2 separate regions of the Mus musculus genome follow, and region 2 is linked to region 1. The links are chromatin contacts, called in public HiChIP or PLAC-seq maps. All regions are on one chromosome and are shown on one strand. The core of a region is the stretch at or near the end of the contact, and the rest is flanking DNA. Distances in the headings are between cores, read along the strand shown.

Region 1 (5,109 bases), core at 2,196-4,695:
AGAAAGCACCCACTTTAACCTTTCTTCCCTGCTCAATAAAGGAGCTCTGTGTGGAAACAGAATTTTGGATGTGGTTTGTATCTAGTCCAGGGCCCGGAGAAAGCTCCCCCTGGGCAGGCTTTTGTTTGTTTGTTTGTTTGGTTGGTTGGTTGGTTGGTTGGTTGGTTGGTTTTGGTTTTTAACATAAAGTTCTGGCTAGCTTCAAATTTGTAATATAACTGGGATGACCTTGAACTCCTGATCCTTCAGCTTCTACTTCCCAAGTTCTGGGACAACAAGAGTGTCCCAGATGACCAGAACTAAGAAACTTAATTAAAATATATATTGGAATCACGGTTGCTTGAATCTATGGGTGTGGACGCTGTGGGCATGAAGGGTTAGCTGTGTTTATTTGCTCATCTGACTTTTTCCAAAACTTCACCAAATCTTTTAATTTTTAAAAATGTATGTGGATATTTTGCCCACATGTATGTGTGTGCACCACTTGTGTACCTGTTGCCCACGGAGGCTGAAAGAGGGACTGTCAGATACCCTCCAACTGGAGCTACAGACACTTGAGAGCCACCATGGGGGTTCTGAGAATCAAACTCATGACCTCTAGAAGAGCGGGCAGTGCTCTTAACCGCTGAGCCATCCCTCCAGCTTCTCTTTGAAATGTTTACAAGTAGAAAAACAGACTGGTTCGATGACTTGTTCAAGGACCCACGGCTTATGAGCAACAGTCCCAGGATGAACACAGGCATTGAGCTGCTGAGGGGTACGTGTGAAAGAGGAGCCGAACTCAGTCCTTGGGTTCAGTCTAGAATCTTGTGTATCTCCCCGCAGCTTCCAGTGCCTTCTGTGACCTCTCACCTCTGGCTTCCGTGCTTCAACTTAATTTCGAACCTGCTCATTGCTTTCTGTTTTATCTTCCCAAAGAGCCAAAAAAACTGGTCGGGGGACAAGTTAAGGACAAATGACTATCATAAAACAAACCACAACTCAAGCAGGAATAGTAACAGAGCACCCACTATTGTCTCTGCTTCTGACAGAAACCTAAATCACTGACAGGTGTCTGTTGTGGCCAGGCACACAGCTAAGCATTGGACACATGAATGGGTAGATAGATCAAGGTATCTCAAAGCGCACCTTGAAAGCAATACACTGCCCTAAGGTCCTCGAAGATGACGGAAGGAGCACACGTGCCTCAAAATATATGTCCAGTGATGCCTGAACTTGGCCACTTGAAATTCTAGGAAACCTCTAAACAAGAAATCGTGGAGCTATTCATATGCAAAAATGGGGTCCAAAGGGCTTAACTAATTACTCCAATACCAGCTTGCCACTGGGCACAAATTCCAAACCCCGAATTCCTCAAGGCTCCATATCTACAAACTTCTCTGATAACGAAAATACTGAAAGAAGTTCAGTGACCCGATGCTGTTAGGACCACAGCCAGAGTCTCCCCTCATCCCCCTAACATGGAGGGCTACACAGGAAGTTTTGTCTAAGAGTTTGCGGACCATCACGGTAGGGTTCCTTCCTTCAGAGCTGGCAGCTGGGATGATGCTCTCAGGCTTTTCCTTAGGTCATAAAGTGACACTGTCCTCAAAGACATCCCTTGGGAATGTCTTTTAACTACCCCCCCAGGCCCAACCCCCCCAGCCCCCCAATCCCCCCAACCCCCTGCCCAGGGAATGGAGCCTAGGGCTTCCAGCATGGGAGGCAAGCTCTGTACAATGAACAATATTCAATATTCCCAGCATCATTTTAAAAACTAAAAACAAACAAACAAACAAAACGCCGGGCCTTTAATCCCAGCACTCGGGAGGCAGAGGCAGGCGGATTTCTGAGTTCGAGGCCAGCCTGGTCTACAGAGTGAGTTCTAGAACAGCCAGGGCTATACAGAAAAACCCTGTCTCTAAAAACAAAAAAACAAACAAAACAAAACAAAAACTATAGGTCTTGAACACATACTCAGGGGTCTGTACTGCCTTTGCCAGAGCAGATGGTTTCCAACTCACTGAATCAAATGTCTTTAGCCAAAGGGCTCTCTATCTAGTCTAACTTATGTTATCCCTAACTTAGATAAGGGATAGATAAGGGCCTGAATCTCAGCCCAAATGACCACCCTGCCCAAAGTCATATGGAGAATAATTAGGACAGTCACTCTAGGTTATTTCTTAGTAGAGAGTTCTGGTGGTTTAGAGTGTCAGTGTGGAAAGGAATCATACATACAGTGACATTTTCAATATTCAAAACTAGGACATTTGGTCTGACAACCCCTGATGCATTCTCAGAGACAGGGAGAGAGGGATGTGAACTGGTGCTGCCCCAGAAAATAGGATCTGTGGTCCTGACTTGCAAGAGATCACCCAGTCCAATCTGCTTATTCATAGTTGAGGCCTCTGAAGCCCGAAGAAGCTCAGTGACTTGAAGGAGGAGGAAGAGGAGGAGGTGGGCAGAAATGTTTTCTGTTTTCTCAAGCCTCAAGGTTGAGTCAACAGGCGTGGGTGGATGGAGGACAAAAAGGGGCCATTGTTCCAGGGCGCACTCCTCAGATGGACTGGACTGACCCACAGTGCCTGCTGGAATCCAAATGGGTGTGGCTACCAGAGACCACATTGGAAGCCGGAAGAAACGGAGGGTCTTAAGGTCCTGCATACCCAGGCAGTTATGCAAAAGGGCCTTCGGACAACTCCGCAAAATTTTCCTTGGGAGTAACATTCCATGCAAAGTAGCTGATATCACCTAAGGTTTTCTTTTTTCTTCCAGAAACAGGATATTAAACTGACAAGACACAAAACTAATAACCTCCCGGCACACTAAATTCTAGTGGAAGTCAAGGCAAGAAGTCAAACTGACAGTAGTGTAACAACACATCTACATAAGCCTTGCAGTGAGCTAGGCAGCATCAATATTTATTAGCAAATCCTCAATTTGCTTCTAACCCCTACTGCGTGGACCATGTTTGACCTCATTTTATATTTAGTAAGAGAAGACACTAGGAAGAGTCAGCTCCAGGGCTCCTGGTGGGTCCACTTTCCCCTAGCTGCCTCACCTTGGAGGCTATTCTCTGAATCAACACTCTTCCATATTAAAAAGTGCATCTCCTGGCATCCCGTAAATAGGGCTGCTATCTAAAGTGGGGCTCTGGGTAGCAAATGGAATCCTTCCAATGGTCAGCTCAACCTCTCTCCTCTATACAAATGCACAACCTCGATGCTGATAGAGAAATTGCTTCCTGGGAAACCAATTTCCTCGCTATTGTCCTTTGCGCTGCTAGGAGACACCCCACTGTGTGGGGTGGGCTCCTGGCTGGTGTACTCCACTAAGGAACTGTATCTCTCTCATAGGCATTGTTGCCGAGCCAGAGGTTTGGAAGATATGTCTGAATGAGAATTGTGTTCCACTTCCCTGATTTAGACGTTTTTTTTTTCCCCTGCTGCTTATTTTCCGTTTGTGGAGCTGTTTTGCAGCCTGCAAGGGCCTGGAGCTAGTGTTCTCAAAGCCTTGCGCTGCCCACGTTACACCCACTCTTACCAGGGCTCAACAATTATTTCATTCATTACTTCGTTCATTCATTTCCTTTAAGTTTGTTTCCAAAGCAGCGTAACCCGCCAGTCAAGCTCATTCTCTATTCCATTGGCGAAGAGTCTGAGTAGGAGGTGAATGGCCAGGCTGCCATGTGCTCCTGATGCACGGTTCGCTCATGAGAGGACTTCTCTCTGTTCACTGTTCACTGCCTCAACCTTCAATCCGGCCTTGAATGAGAGCAAGTGCGGGTGAACTTGAGAAGAGCTAATAAAAACCTGATCTCCCTGATAGCATCTTCTTTAATTATTCAGAGAAAGGGACAGGCTGTTTAAAAACACTTCCTGTTCTAGATCTTGGGCTGAAACTCTGAGTGGGTGACAGGTTGTAGAGCAAGGAGTGGCAAGAGGTTGGCCCTTGGGGAAAGGCCGCAATAGAAAAGATGCGTTGGGTCAGTGGTTTCAACCTTTCAAATGCTGAGACCCTTTGATACAGTTTCTCAAGTTGTGGTGACTGCCCCAACCATACAATTATTTTGCTGCTACCTTATAATTTTGCTGCTGTTATGAATCACAATGTCAATATCTATTTTCTGTGTTTCCCCTGAATCCTGTGAAAGGCTCCCAAAGGGGTCGGGACCCACAGGTTGAGAACTGATGCTTTAGCTGCAGAAAGGTGGGTAGGGCTAAAGATTTATCATTTAGAAGAATGCTATACTGACATTCCTTTGGCCCACCTAAAACATCAGCAAATATTCTGCAAGCCACAGGACGGAAAGGAGAGGGCCTGAGAGCAGACAGGCCAACCCCTATGGGGATGCAGTGACGGCTGTCAATACAAAGTGAACGTGGGAATTGGGGTCATGGCAAAGGACTGCCACTAACTGTGCAACCTAGAAAAAGTCTTAAACTTCATCCTCACCTACAAAATGTAGAGTCAACTACCTGAGAGAGGTGATCTGAAGATGAAATGGGGTTACAGGGAAGCCTGAAAGAGCTTTCCAAGGACCTGATATACTGTGAAATGTATTTCTGATAAATAAATGTACACACACACACACACACACACACACACACACACACACACACACACACGTGTGTTTGGTGTCAGACCCCAGGACAAAGAACTGAGGTATGTATTTTACATATCAAAACAGACCTGACCTCCAGGTTCTCCCAGCATCTCTCAGTCCCTATTGGCATACGCTGCTCCCAATCTTGAACTTTCTAGCCAGGGTCTGGGGTGCCTTTCTCCTAGAAGCGCCTCCCTATATAATGCAGACACTTTGGTCTCTCTTCTCTCTGTGTGAGTTCCTTTTCTCTCTTTCTTCCTGCCCCCATGGTGACTCCCCTGACCTCTTCAATCCTTGGGGCCAGTGAACTCGCCCAAGAGCAGCTTTCCAACAAACCTGCCTTTAATATAATCTAATCTGGCTTGAATTGGCTCATTTCACCGGTGGAGAAATAACCTATCAATATATAGTCTCACAAACGAATAAGACACCCAATTAGCAGAAGAAAGGAAGTTGACCAAGTGACCACCTCAACTGTTCTGACACTGTTTCTGGCATATCTCTCTCTCTCTTAGGTTTATACC
Region 2 (5,108 bases), core at 1,688-4,187, 230 kb after region 1:
TTTAAACTATACTGATTTTCCCTCCTCTGGATGTCTTTCTCAGCACATTCATTGTTGGTGTGTAGAAAAGCTACTGACCTTTGTATGTTGATTATGTATCTTCTACCTTGTTAAAAGTGTTTATTTGGGCTGGTGAGATGGCTCAGTGGGTAAGAGCACCCGACTGCTCTTCCAAAGGTCCTGAGTTCAAATCCCAGCAACCACATGGTGGCTCACAACCATCCATAACGAGATCTGACTCCCCTCTTCTGGAGTGTCTGAAGACAGCTACAGTGTACTTACATATAATAAATAAATCTTAAAAAAAAAAAAAAAAAAAAAAAAAAAAAAAAGTGTTTATTTATGCCGGCCAGTGGTGGCGAATGCCTTTAATCCCAGCACCTGGGAGGCAGAGGCAGGAATTTCTGAGTTCAAGGCCATCTTGGTCTACAGAGTGAGTTCCAGGGCACACAGGACTGCACAGAGGAAAACCCTGTCTGGAAAAACAAACAAACAAACAAACAAACACCAACAACAACAAAAAAAGTGTTTGTTAGATCTAAGAGTCTTCTGGGGGCTGTTCTGTAGGGTCTTCTAAGCTGTGTGCAGAGAAGGACAATGTGCCCCTTTCCTGTCTATGTTCATTTGACACTTTCTCTGCCCTTACTCTTTAGTTAAGACTTTAAGCACTGTACTGAATTAAGAGTGTAGTGATTGGATATCTTTATCTTTCTCCTGATTTAGAGCCTATGCTGTCAGTTCCCCTCTTATTGTAACATTGGCTATAGGTTTACCGTAGGTAACCTTTATTATATTGAAGTATGTTCCTTCTTATTCTTCAATTTTTTAAAGAATTTTTATTTCTCAAACTTTATCAAAGGCATTTTTGCATATAATTAGATTATCACCAGATTTCAATCCTTAAGTCTATTTATATGATTCCTTTTGTTTGTTAAACCATCTGTGCTAGTTAGTTTTTTTGTCAACATGACACAAGCTGAGTCATGGGGAAGAAGGAACCTTAATTGAGAAAATGCCTCCTTACCACACTGGCCTGTGGGCAAGGCTGTAGGGGTACCCCCTTGATTAATATTGATGTGGGAGGTCCCAGCCCACTGTGGACAGTTGGTCCTTGGTCATATAAAAAAAGGAACCATAGAAAGCAAGCCAATAGCAACATTCCTCTATTGCCTCTGCCTCAGTCCCTGCCCTGACTATTCTTTAGTGATGGATTGTGACTTGGGAGTTGTAAGTTGAAACAACCTTTTTCCTTCCCACGTTGCTTTTGGTCATAATGTTTTATCATAGAAGCAAGCTAAGATACCATCCTTGAAGCCTGAAGCAAAATGAACATGGTCATGATGTTTGGGGTTTTTTTTTTTTTTTGCAAATATTTTATTGGGAGTTCTTGTGTCTCTATTCATTTTGGAAATTGGTCTGTGATTTTTCTCTGTTTGTTGTGTCTTTCCCTGTTCTTAATATTTGGACAACGCTCAGATTCACAAAAGGGTTAGATGGTGTTCCTTCTCTTTGTATTTATGGAACAGTTTGAGAAGAACTAAGTCTTCTTTGGAAGTCTGGTAGAAGTCAGTGGTGAATCTTTTGAGTCCTGAGATTTGGGGAGGGGGGAGGGTCGTGGTGGAGGAGAGGATCTCTTTTCCTTTTCAATATCATCGATTGTTGTGGATCTTTTAAAGTTGTTTTTAATCTCTTAATTTTTGTGGGTTGTATGTTTCTTAGGTTTTTTTCATTTATATTTTCTATTTGTTTCAGAATATGATTTCAATTTTTTTTCCAAGACAGGGTTTCTCTGTGTATTCCTGTCTGTTCTAGAACTCACTTAGACCAGGCTGGCCTCGAGCTTAGAAATCCACCTGCCTCTGCCTCCCGAGTGTTGGGATTAAAGGCGTGCGCCACCACGCCCAGCCCAATCTGAATTTTATTGGAATTTGATGTACCTTTTTTTAATGTTTAATTTTGTTATTTTGGGTATTCTGGCTTTTGACTTTAGATAAGGTGTTATCACTCTTTTCCCCTCCCAGCCCCTCAAAGAGACAACTCTTTGGTTCATGTCTTCTTTATCTTGTTAGTCTCTTAGTCACCATTTCATTATTTTTCCCTTTTGGTGTTTATTATTTCTCTCCTTCTGCTGTTTTGTATTGGTCTTGATTTTTCTATGGCTTTAAAGTACATCATTATGTTGTTTATTTAAGCTCTGTGGATTTTTAATCTAAGGATCCATTCTGTAAACCTTCATTTTTTTCTGTTTTTGTTGCGTCTCAGAGGTTCATTTTCACTTAGCAATATTTTTGTATTCTCCCTGACTTCTTTAATGTCCATTGGTCATTCAAGAATACGTTGTTCAATATTTCAATTATTTATGTAGTTTGAGTTTTTATAGAAAATAGATAGTTGATATTAATACTAGTTGTATTGCACTGAAATCTCAACTTGATTATATTTATTAAGACTGGTCACATGACCTAGAATGTGGTCCACTTTAGAGACTGTTAATTGAGCCTTAGAGGGGAGTATATATTCTGTAATTTTTGGATAGAAGATTCTCTGTTATGTCCATTTCATGTATGGTGCAGTTTAACTTTGAGGTGTATTTGTTGATGTTCAATCTGGTGTACTTATTGCTATGAGTGGGGTACTGAAACTGCCCATCATATTGTCTTAGAGCACATCTATCCTGTCTGCCAGTATTTGTTAATGACATTGGGAACTCTAACATTTGGTATACATATACTGACAGCTGTTATCTTTGTTTTTCTCTTTGTTATTAACTAGTGGCCTTTTAATATCTTCTATTGCTTTGGGTTTGTAATCTACTTGATAACTTCGGATGAGCCTGTTTCCTTGGTCTCCTGCTGTGACCAGCCAGGTGTACTGTTAGGCATCCTTTTGCTCTGTGTACTGTTGCCACGGACGTTGTAGGAGCAATCTTCTAGTTGGGCCTTTAAAAAAATCCCATCAGGTAGCTATTGTCTTTCAAATAGAGAGCTAAGACCATCTACAGTTAAGGTTCTTGCTGAATCCTGTAATTTTTGTGGCTACTTTTTCTCCTTGGTTAGACTGTCATTTCTTTTTAATTATTTACTGCAGTGTTGGCTTGTTGGTCATGAATTGCTTTACTATATGCCCTTATTTTCTAGCCAATTTAAGAATACAACTTTGCTAGACACAGCAATGTGTAGTGAGTATTTATTCTTGAGGCTTAATTCCTAGCACCACTCAGAGAGGAGCAAAGGGCCATTGTAACAGCAGCAGCAGGATGCCAAGCAAGATTCGGAAGGATTCTCAAAGTCAGCTGCTCTGTGTGGCAGCAGCATGACTTAGCAGCTTTTACTTATTATTTTTTCTTGATGGTTTTCTTTGGTGGACTCTACCAGTACACATTGAATGGAAGTCGAAAGCATGCATACCCTTGTTTTATTTACAGTCTTAGGGGGATGATTTCAGTCTTTGGCCATTGGGGAAATTGTTATTTGTGTGCAGTTTCATTGATGTTTATTATCAGACCAAGGGACTTTTCCTCTAGTTCCGTTTTGTTCAACGTTGTAAAAGTAGTTGCCAGATTTTTAGGAAAGCCAAGTTATTCAGGTGATTGTGGATTTTTATGAGTACAACAAAAAATGTTGTAATTTCTTTATCGTTGTTTAATCTGTCTTCTTGTGTTGGAAGCTAAAATTTTAGTAGTCATTATGTCGCAACTTGGGTAATTTCAATCAGAGGTGTTCTTAAAACCCTGGTTTTAAAAACGTAATTTAACAGTGGCATTAAAATGATCTGTATTAATAACATATTTCATGTTTTCAAGGAAATGTAATGCTTCTCATAATAGTAATCTCAGAAGCCGTTGCAGTGGAGAAAGTTAATCACCTGGAGAAAGGTTTACGTTCATAGAAGTGCAAGTCATTTTAGATCATTAGGAGACAGACAAGTATACCTTCAACAGCTAATGGCTTATCTTTTAGAACAACTCAGAGTTGGCCTAAGGAAAAGTGCATTCCTAATACAGATTGAAAGAGCTGATGCACATTCAATCAGCCTTGGGCTTGTTTCACACTTTAAAACTGTCTTTGCCTACAGTATAAACAACTCGAATGTTCTATTTATTTTTAACATTGCCATCTGTCACTGTAGGATGCCAAATCGGAAAGATGCATCTATAGTTTGAGTCTGAAAACTTAAAGCTCCCTATATTATTATTCAACAAGGGCAATGGGAATTTTTTCCCCTTTAAAGCTGTTTTTTTTTTAATGTTCTTATTGTGTTCAATAACTCATGTAGATGAAAATGAAACTGAGGTAGTGTGTCCTGACCAAGACAGCAAATAGCCTTAGTGCTTAAGGGGGGAAGGTACAATTTTGAGAGAACAGAAAGGGAGGAGAAGCAGGGGATAGCAGGAGATCGCTGGATGGGAGAAGCTGCAGCTGTGCCCTGAGGGGAGGAAGTGCATCTCCTCTGGGCTTGGGTTGGTGGCATTCACTGAGGAACTATTGGTATCTCTTACCAGTTTGGAAACACTCAGCTGTTGTCTCCTCTCTTCTCCAGCCCACATGACTTACATTCCATGGTACTCTCTCCCCGATCTTGGGCTCTATTCTGTTCCCTCTATTCTCTTATGTCTTTGTATGGATACTTTATATTGACGTGTCCTCAACTTCAAGTGATTCTGCTTTCTGCTCTGTATAGTTTTCTCTTAAGCTTATGTGAAAAATTCTTAAACAGTAATGTCATAGCTTCATTACCAGTATCAACATGTGTGATCTTTTAAAAATTATCTCCTTGGTGACATTCTACGTCTATCACATTACCTAACCTTGTCTGTGAGAGAGATGGGGTGTGGGTTGGGGCGGAAGAAGGAACATCAGGACTAGTGGGAAGCAGAGTATGCTTCTGTTGTTGTCCTTCAGACAATCTTTAAATGACTCCAACTTCTCAATATTAAAAGGATCACTAGACCAAAAATTCCCAAGCAACCTTATTTTTCATTCCATATATATATATATATATGAACCTCAAACATAGCACACAGACATTACCAGCCTCCAGAACACAATATGAAATATTCCTAAGGAACATAAAGATTTAGTATATAATAATGAAATTACAGTATACTT

The links. HiChIP or PLAC-seq counts read pairs in DNA pulled down with a chosen protein or histone mark.
Region 2: an H3K27ac HiChIP or PLAC-seq map of embryonic stem cells shows a contact between it and region 1, with 3 times the contacts expected there. The contact joins two enhancer-like sites. A contact is called at or near these places in 1 of 115 datasets of contacts at active chromatin or transcription factors (embryonic stem cells) and 1 of 9 other capture datasets (adipose tissue).

The regions. Positions count from the first base shown.
Region 1 is chr9:31,986,501-31,991,609 of GRCm38.p6, forward strand. No RefSeq gene overlaps it. Among named protein-coding and RNA genes, the nearest start is that of Arhgap32, 43 kb to the right of the region's middle. Within about 2 kb of position 3,446, at least 39 of the 459 cell types and tissues checked have an H3K27ac peak or open chromatin away from gene starts, as enhancers often do. A contact at or near this core is called in embryonic stem cells, where this site is marked.
Region 2 is chr9:32,212,929-32,218,036 of GRCm38.p6, forward strand. The region is part of intron 11 of Arhgap32 (Rho GTPase activating protein 32); the gene reads left to right. Among named protein-coding and RNA genes, the nearest start is that of Kcnj5, 130 kb to the right of the region's middle. Within about 2 kb of position 2,938, at least 13 of the 459 cell types and tissues checked have an H3K27ac peak or open chromatin away from gene starts, as enhancers often do. A contact at or near this core is called in embryonic stem cells, where this site is marked.